2 separate regions of the Mus musculus genome follow, and region 1 is linked to region 2. A link is a contact called in public promoter capture Hi-C data. All regions are on one chromosome and are shown on one strand. The core of a region is the stretch at or near the end of the contact, and the rest is flanking DNA. Distances in the headings are between cores, read along the strand shown. Region 1 overlaps Mtmr14 (myotubularin related protein 14). Region 2 overlaps Setd5 (SET domain containing 5).

Evidence for each region. Capture Hi-C pulls out chosen DNA fragments and counts their contacts.
Region 1: a contact with region 2 is called in a promoter capture Hi-C map of adipose tissue. The contact joins two enhancer-like sites. A contact is called at or near these places in 6 of 39 promoter capture datasets (the C10 cell line, the HPC-7 cell line, cranial neural crest and 3 more), 1 of 15 datasets of contacts at CTCF or cohesin (the NIH/3T3 cell line), 16 of 484 Hi-C or Micro-C datasets (the AML12 cell line, B cells, the C10 cell line and 13 more), 1 of 115 datasets of contacts at active chromatin or transcription factors (embryonic stem cells) and 3 of 9 other capture datasets (adipose tissue, liver and pancreatic islet).

What each region holds. Positions count from the first base shown.
Region 1 is chr6:113,265,296-113,269,725 of GRCm38.p6, reverse strand. Mtmr14 (myotubularin related protein 14) reads right to left here. Exons shown (of 19, transcript NM_026849.2): 10 at 4,216-4,282; 11 at 3,671-3,756; 12 at 3,390-3,466; 13 at 3,131-3,167; 14 at 1,031-1,098; 15 at 167-225. Among named protein-coding and RNA genes, the nearest start is that of Cpne9, 15 kb to the left of the region's middle. Within about 2 kb of position 3,170, at least 16 of the 459 cell types and tissues checked have an H3K27ac peak or open chromatin away from gene starts, as enhancers often do. A contact at or near this core is called in adipose tissue, where this site is marked.
Region 2 is chr6:113,118,356-113,122,391 of GRCm38.p6, reverse strand. It overlaps Setd5 (SET domain containing 5), which reads right to left. Exons shown (of 22, transcript NM_028385.1): 13 at 2,719-2,976; 14 at 1,231-1,551; 15 at 582-824. Among named protein-coding and RNA genes, the nearest start is that of Setd5, 43 kb to the right of the region's middle. Within about 2 kb of position 1,386, at least 13 of the 459 cell types and tissues checked have an H3K27ac peak or open chromatin away from gene starts, as enhancers often do. A contact at or near this core is called in adipose tissue, where this site is marked.

The DNA.
Region 1 (4,430 bases), core at 1,921-4,420, 150 kb before region 2:
GCAGCAGAAAGTCAGCATGCTACCTTCCCCACAGCCAGTCCACTACCCATCGCCCACCTTTCAACACTACATGGCTAGACAAATAAGCTTCTAGCACAGTTCCCCATGTGGTCTATACTCAGATAGCTATGGTGAAGAAATAAAGCCTGTTAGGGACAGGACTCACTCAACATGCAGATATCTTCCACAGTGAAGCCTGCATCCCGAGTTGGCAAACTCTTCCTCCTAGAATGACAACCCCAAGCAGGACATTTCAGCTGTAGCTGGAGTTTTCTATGTTCTCTCCTCCTGACTTTGCCCAGCCTGAACAACAGTTCCAAATCCTGGCATCTCATGGAATGGGCCCTACCAACAGAGTCTGCCAACTAACAGGCCCACTTCCAGGATCTACCAGTTTGGCTCTGCCAGCCACATGTGCCAGACAGAAGTCAACACAGCCTGCTTTTCCTTACCATCTTGGCCATTTGGGACACAACTATGACCCAACAAGTGTAAATTTGGGTAAAGACAAGTCAACTCGCAGGATCCAAGTTCTCACTGGAGTTCCAGAGCAACTGCCAGACATACAAGACTGTTCTCCAGGCTGGAAGCAGATTTCTGCTCCACTGTGCAGATGATCAGGCTGGTTGATCTGCCTGCCAAATTCTGGGACTAACAGTGTGCACCATGATGCCCAACTGAGTATGATTCAGTTGTTATAGGGTCATATTGTGAATTTTTTCTTTTTTTATGGTACCAAAGCTTGAACTCAGGGCCTGCAGCATGGTAGGCAGGCACCCTACTTCTGAGCTGCATCCCACTCACAGATGGCCTACTACAGGGCTCAACAACAAGGAACGGCAAGTCCTCCCGTCCACAGGCTTGTTTCTTCCTATAGCATCACCAGCTCTTCCCCCATGAGAGACTACTCCTTCCCTGTTCATTTAGGTCCTCAGCACAGACACTCGGCTCTAGTAACAGGGCTGGGATAACGGCAGTGCTCCACACTGTGGAGGAGTGCCCCTGTGGTCCTTTGCCTCCCTCCACTTACCTCTGGGTCTTCAGGCAGAACTCTTCGGAGGTGATATGCTTCAAAAAATTGAAGCAAAAGAAGAAAATCTGAAGGAGAAAAAGCAGAGCACAGTGAGAAGTTAGCCTTGGCCAGTGGAGAAGAACATGCAGAAGAGCGCCACTGGCTCTCAGGTTAATGCCTCTTTTGGGGAATGACCTTCTTTGTGAACCCTGCTAGATCTGATTTATGACTGATGTGGGTGATACAGAGGGCTCAGCAGGGTTTTAGGCAGGTGCCCATAAGCTGGGGGTAGGGAAGATATAATGTGCATCTTTTCTGAGAACACAGAGGTCCAAGGTAAAGAATTCAAATCTTCAACACGCACATTCTCAGCTTTTACAGTGAAAATAACAGCAGTTCCCACTTCCATCTTAAAGCCCAGGGAGAGCTACTGACAGGGGGGACAGCTGGGAGGGAGAGTATCTTGGGCAAGGGGATTAGTGGATAAGGCAGGACAGAAGAGGAAAGGCATTCCATAGGGAGGGGTGCACCAGATACAGGATCAGAGCTGGGGTAGGGCAGCCATGCTCTGGCTGAAACTGTGAGGCCCAGGTCTTCACTGTGAAGTGGATACAGGCAAGAGACTGACTGGCAGCAAACCCATTCCCAGGAGCAAATCCCAGCCAGTGACCTAGTCCAGTGGCCTCTAGAAACATACCAGAGGCTTTGGTTTATTTAACCTGCACAACACAACAGGCTATATATCAACCAGTGATCCCAAAAGGTGTAACCCATGAGACTCAGGGAAACACCCATACATTCCCACAGGGCCCTGTAAGATTCCATTTTAAAAAAAAAAAAAAAGAGGAAAAAAAAAAAAAAAGGCAGAGGGTTGCTCAGATCTGGTCAGTAGGAAATGCTGCATTATATAAAATGACACAGGTGTTTTCATCAGACACCAGAGCTTTTTAATGTGCTAATGTACCCTGGGAACCTCAAAGATAGAAGACAGGGTAAAGAGGCACTTAGCAGCTGTTTTTAGCTTGCTATATTACAGAGGTGTCTGCAGTCTGGAGAGGTAGCAAGACCTATGCATACACTGAGGGACTTGCAGGGTGGGACTCAGAGCCCAGTCTTCGCAGTCTCATTTTTGCCCTTATTCTCTGAAGGGAGCATCTGGCTTGCTCTGGTGGGCGGGGGAGGGAGATGGAGTAGAGGACAGAATGTCCTAAAGCACCAGCAAAATCTCCAAAGAGGCTACAAAGAGTCCTTCTGCCCAGATTTCAATGCCAAAGGCTCTGCCTCTGGCAGAGTTCATGGGGCCTCTGAGGAGCAGGCTTATGAGCTCTGCAGACGCGTAAGTGCTCAGAGAGATTTGGAAGGGAGATGAGCAGCTGGGCAGAAGCAACAAAAGAAAAGCTGGAGATAAGACGCCTAAGAAGAAAGCAAGCTCAGAAGCAGGAGGGAGAGAAGGATGCTTCTGGACACTAGGGGTGGGTGGAGACAGAACCAATACTGTCATGATATGCATCTGTATAGCTCAGGGAGAAACCAGGAGACTCAAGGTGAAGCTCAAGGTCACCTAGGCAACGAGCAGGACCAGTCGAGACACACTCAAGCCAAACTTAAGATCTGATGCTGGGGGAACTACAAGCAGGTAAAGAAGATAGAGGAGGCAAGACAGAAATGGCAAGAGGAATCTGACTACACTGAAAAGAAAGGACAAGGAGGACCTGGAGGCAGCCTACAAGTGGGCAGAACCCTGGGTGTGCAGACCACCGTGGAGAAGGGAAGGGACTCTGAGTGGCAGGATGGAGGACAGAAGCACTCCATGTTTCAGCTTTGAGCATGGAGCCATGGAAAGCAACTTGAACACTGGCTCCAGAGCCAAGTGCAGAGGGAAGATGAGGAGCCTGAAATGGTCACAGCCACTGTGGCCAGAACTCCCTCTGTGGTACAAAGGGAGCCCGAGGCCCACACACGGTCTGTGCTCTTGCCTTTCCCACCACACTGCCTGAGGGAAGAGGATGGTAAGCTCATCCAAGCATCCTGGGTGGAGAAACTGCCTTCCCAGCATGGCAACCAGAATGAATGCCTTGTGTGTTAAGGTGTAGTCCATGTCTGTGCGGAGGTCCTTACCTCCTCCCCTTTGCTGAGCCGATCTACCAACATGTGTCTGAAAAAGAAGAGTGAGAAGGTCAAAGCACAACCCAGCGCTGAGGAGCCGTGTGACCCACAGACAGACCAAGTCTTTGGCACCAATGCATCACATGAAGCCTGCCAACATCTTTGATCCTTTCCAAAGAGAGCCAACTTTTTTCCTCCAGCTGTTTTCTTATCTCTGTTCCTCATAAGAAAAGCTAATACACCATGCACACACACCTCCTTGAAGACTTACCCAAAGAGGAACCAGTCATAGGCCACAGTCAGGTAGAGGATCTCAGCAGGCTTCAGGGATGTGTGAATTAGCCCATCCTGGGGGAGACAAAGGGTGGCAAGCTCAGAAAGCTGCCTTCCTAGTGCGGGCCTCCTTGCTCCAGGAGCAAACCAAAACATAGACTGGGTGACAGGACCACCCTTATCCTACCCCAGCCCCCAACCAAGAACAGTGTTAAACGTGACAATTGGAGACCTAATAGGGTCTCTGCATATTCCCCGCTCCAGCTCATTCATACTCACAGCCCACAAGGAAAGGCGCAGAAGAGAGATGAAGAGGGGGGTCCGGTCCCAGCCTGAGATACAGTGTACCAGCAGCCCGCTGTCATCTATTGTGGAACAGGAGCACCAAGTGAGAGAACCAGATAGGGTTCTGCTGAAAACCCCAGGCCTCCAGCCTGGTGCAGGCCAGCTTAGTGTCCCTCTTCCCCAGGTTCCTGTCCAAAGTTATTTTATTCCCCAATCTCATCTTAGAAATGAGTGGGTGGGAACATCTGTCTTGACTTCTAGCATCTTAGCTGAAGTTCTCTTTTTAATTGTATTATAACCATGTATGTGCACATAAGAGTGCACAGGTCAGAGAACTGCATATGGGACTTTGCTCTCCTCTCCCTCCATGGTCCTGAGCATAGTACCCAATTCACTGAGCTTGTGCAGCAAATGTGTTTTTAAGCTCTTGGCATACTCCAGGTAGAAGCCAGCCCAAAAAGTCTCTTTGGGGGGTTCACAGAGAGGATCCCCCTTCCCAGCCAGCACTTCGCAGGCTTGGGACACCAGGAGAGACTTACCATCTCTGTTCATGATGAAAAGCAGCAGTTTCAGGTAGTTCTGTGTTTGTTGCACCAGGTCCCAACTCTGTTGGGCAAAACAGAAAAGGGATCGAGAAATAAATATGACCAGGAATGGACATTTAAATACTATCAAAAACAAACCACTGTCTGTGCATGGTGACATTGGCCCGTAACCTCAGCACTCACTCAGGACGCAAGAGGAACACGAGTTT
Region 2 (4,036 bases), core at 137-2,636:
CAGGGAATAAGTCTTTTTATTGTCCAATAAAATTCTAAGATAATTTTTTGTCTAAACTCCTTTAAGAAATAATAGTAATTGATTATATAGTTACAACGACAATCTTATCTGCTTTTATGAATATAACTGTTCTCTAATTATTTGGGGTCCAACATCATACAATAGTCACAAATTACCATGCTAACCAGTATCACAAAAGCATATACAAAACACATCCATCCCATCAATTGCCTTGTGCTCTCAGTAATGTGAAAAGCTTCTAGGTATGGACAGGTAAACAGTCACAAGTTTGAGCACCAAAAATGCTGTATACATTCCAACTTGACCACAGTGACTTCTAAAGAGTCTACTTCCATGTTTAACAACACAATATAAACTCACAAAGTTATCTAGAGATTCTCGAATTATCTAGACAATTATGTAAAATATACTACAACTATATGCACCCTACAGTATTAAACATATTTTCATTCATGGGCAGGTATACACACACAGACACACACGGGGAGGGGGTGGGGGGTAGAGGGGGAGATAGACAGATAGACAGATAGATAGATAGAGACAGACAGAAAGGCACATACCTTCTTACAGGAGCTGAATGTGCCATCAGGCAGAAGGGGCCTTCGACGCCTCTCAGGCATAAAGGGTGAGCCAAAGCGAATGTAGTGTTTGGGGGTGGTACAAATTAATGGGGAATGAATAAGACCTGGTAGCATGTTCAGGGTTGTTGCCAACACAGTTGGGTCAGTGGTGATACGCAAAGGACACTCAACAGGGCATTCTTGCTTCTCTGCCTTGTCATTTAACCATTCTGTAACTAGATACTAAAGGTTTAAAAAAACAAAACAAAACAAAAACCATTAGTTATCACTGCATTTGTAACAGCTGCCAGAAGCAGTAGTGTAGTTCACAAATCAAACTTCAACTAAAACTAGAACAGATCAGCAACCACAGTGAAGATGAGCTGAGCATTCAGAGTATAAGGTATCTTTCCTTTACATTTTCCATGCTCACAAAGACAGATAAAAATAGTGTTTTACCAGTGATTTAAATTCTGTCTAAAATCAAGTGAACAAAAATAAGTAGGATGGTTTCAGCTTCCAGCACAAACAACTTTTTACGTAAAATGTTCAATCTAATAATTCTAAGGTTACTTCTTCCTTGGGGATTATAGGCCCTCTTGCTTTAGCGTGATACTCCTTACCATATGAAATTTATATCGTCGCTTACCTTTTTGGTTTTGGGGTATTTAGATGCAGCACGGTTGACATGGGATCCAGTAACTGATATCACAGTTGGGTCAGACCCTGTTAGCTGTCTGTTCTCTCCTGAACTGTCTGTATTTCCAGCTTCAGGAGGAGTTACTGAGTTGTTACTTCCTCCTTCTTCCAAGGCAGCTTGCGACAGTTCTGCCTGTTGTGCAATGGCCTGCTTCTGGCGTTTTAGTCTTTGGGCTGAACTGGTCCGGTACCGAGAAATTCTACTTTTCGGTCGGGGTCTAGAAGGCTTAGCTGGAGGTGGTTTAGGGATTGGCTTTTCTGCAGCTACATCCTGTAACAATATCAAGGCCAAATGTTTACTAGAAAATTCTCTTCTCCTTTGCAGACAGGATCTCCCAGGTTGCCTTAGTTTGCTGAGTACTAGGATTAGACAAGGCTCCTCTCACCTAGCATCAGAAATGTCTTACCTGTTTCTTAGTTTTCTATCTATTTAAAGCATTCTAAATGATTTTCAATTAATCCTTAAGGCTGGAAGATTAATCCCCAATTAACACCACTTGGTGCTCTTGCAGCAAAGACTGGGGTTCAGTTTTTAGTGTTCACAAAGTCCTCTAACTAGGAGTTTTAGTTTTAGATGGGGATCCAATCCCATCTTCTAGCCTCTGTGGGTAGGGTACATACATGATACACATACATACATGTAAGAAGGTGTGTGTCTGTCTGTTCACACATAAATATAAAAATAAATAAATCTGAACTTGGCACCACGTCACCTATCTTTAATCTCAGCATTCAGGAGGTGGAATCAGAGGTAGAGAGGGCAGAGGCAGGTAGACCCCTGTGAATTTAAGGTTAATCTGATCTACAAAGCAAGTTTCAGGCCAGCCAGGAGGACTATATGGGAAGACCCTGTCACAAAACAAATTAAAAAAAATACAAAATTTTATAGACTTTATTACCTAAATAGACCATAGACAAACATCTGCCTTAGTTAATTCTATTTCTAACAAACATGTATAAAATAAAATAGGTCAAAAGCCAATTAAAGCTAGGTACCTAATATTAAGGTTCTTAGGCAAGATAATTCTTGTTTCTTTTCTACACCCAGAAGTCCTATGTTAAACACTAGTCCTGAGAAGGCCCTGGAAGGTCAGTCATGTACCTGAGCTATTCAGAGAATCAGTGAGAGAAACCCAAAGATTTGGTTTCTTCCCTTAGAGATGGAGACTGAGCTAGGTGAAGCCTTCGTGCTCAGTATGCATTCTCCCAAACCAAAGGATTCTATGAACTTATCTGGGAGACACTTAAGTGCTAAGGGACTTTGTCATTCAAATGTTGACCTCACCTGTCTCTCTGCATCCCACAAACCAGCTGTTGAGATCAAAATAGCTTTGCTTATTCTGATACAGAGCAACGTTGAAAATACTAACTTCTACCACTATAGAAAAAGACAACTGACATTAGCATACGCAGGACTTTTCAGAGCTTTCCCTCTTACCCCAGCATGGGAGGACCTCCGAGTATTCACACCAGTGCTCTGTGGGGTGCTTGGGATAGCAACATTTGAAACAGGGCTGCTAACTTCAGACTCAGGGGCTGCAGTTTTTGTCTCTTCTCCAACTACTATCTCTGAACTGCTAGTAGTAATCTCTATGTCCGAGCTGCTCTGTTCTACAGGCTGATCCCGCCGTTTCTTTCTCTTCTCTAAAGATTCAAAAGCATGCATGATGGCTTCAACCTTTCGGTCTTCTCGAGTCTGGGGGTAGAAAAGTATTAAAAACAACAATAAAAAAAGCATCAACCAGAAGCTATTTCAAAAGTAAAATTAGTAGGGTTTATAAGAATTTATTCAAAGTATTATTAAGATAGCATATGCATCACTAAACTTTAAGATAAAAAAAATTAAAATTATTTTAAATATAGTAAACAGTTATAGCAGAAATTTAAAACTAAATGTTTTAAAATAGGTGAGCTACCTCAACACATTTTAGTGCATAAAGCAACGACAAGCAATTTCTGTCCTACATTCAGAGCTCAAAACCAAAGTAAATTGTCATTAAATTTTTTCTAAGCACAAATGAACACAATTAGCAAATGTTTTTAATCAATCTGACAAAAAAAAAATTACTACAGTTTGGATATGAATGTGCCCCAAAGGCTCAAGTTCAGTTAAAGGCTCAGAACTCATGTGGTAAGTGCTATTGGGAGGTTGTGGAGACCCCAGGAACTGCGCCTTCTTGGAGGAAGCAAGCCACTGGGTGCCATGGAAAAGTATAGAATATACTCTTCCATCTTTGGCCTCTTGGCTTTTTTTCCTCTCAGCTTCCTGGTAGCAATGAGGTAAGCAGATTTTCTTTGCAGTGGACTCCTACTGTCTTATTTCGGCTTGCTCTGAAAGCAATGAAGACAACAGACCTGAACCTGCGTAACCTGAGCATAGGTAAGCTTGGCCTCCTTCAAGTTGTTTTTCACAGCATTTCTGTCACAGGGACAGAGGCTCACAGTGCTGATTATCTTCCTCTTCTCCCAGTAATTTGGGATCGAACTCAAGACCTTGTGCTGCTATACAACTGTGCTATCAGCAGCTCTTCTTGATTTTAGTTTTTAAATATAAAAACACAAAACAAAGTAAGAAAACTAAGCCAACAAACTTTGGTCTTCATCACCAAGTTTTAGGGAAATCCAGTTGTTAGAAGGAAATATCTTAAAGCCACTAACAGATAGTTATCATAAACAACTGTGAGCATGCCTATATGTAATGAAACGTACTTTATGGTAAAACCTCAGCGTTAGGAAAGTACAGAGACATCTACTGG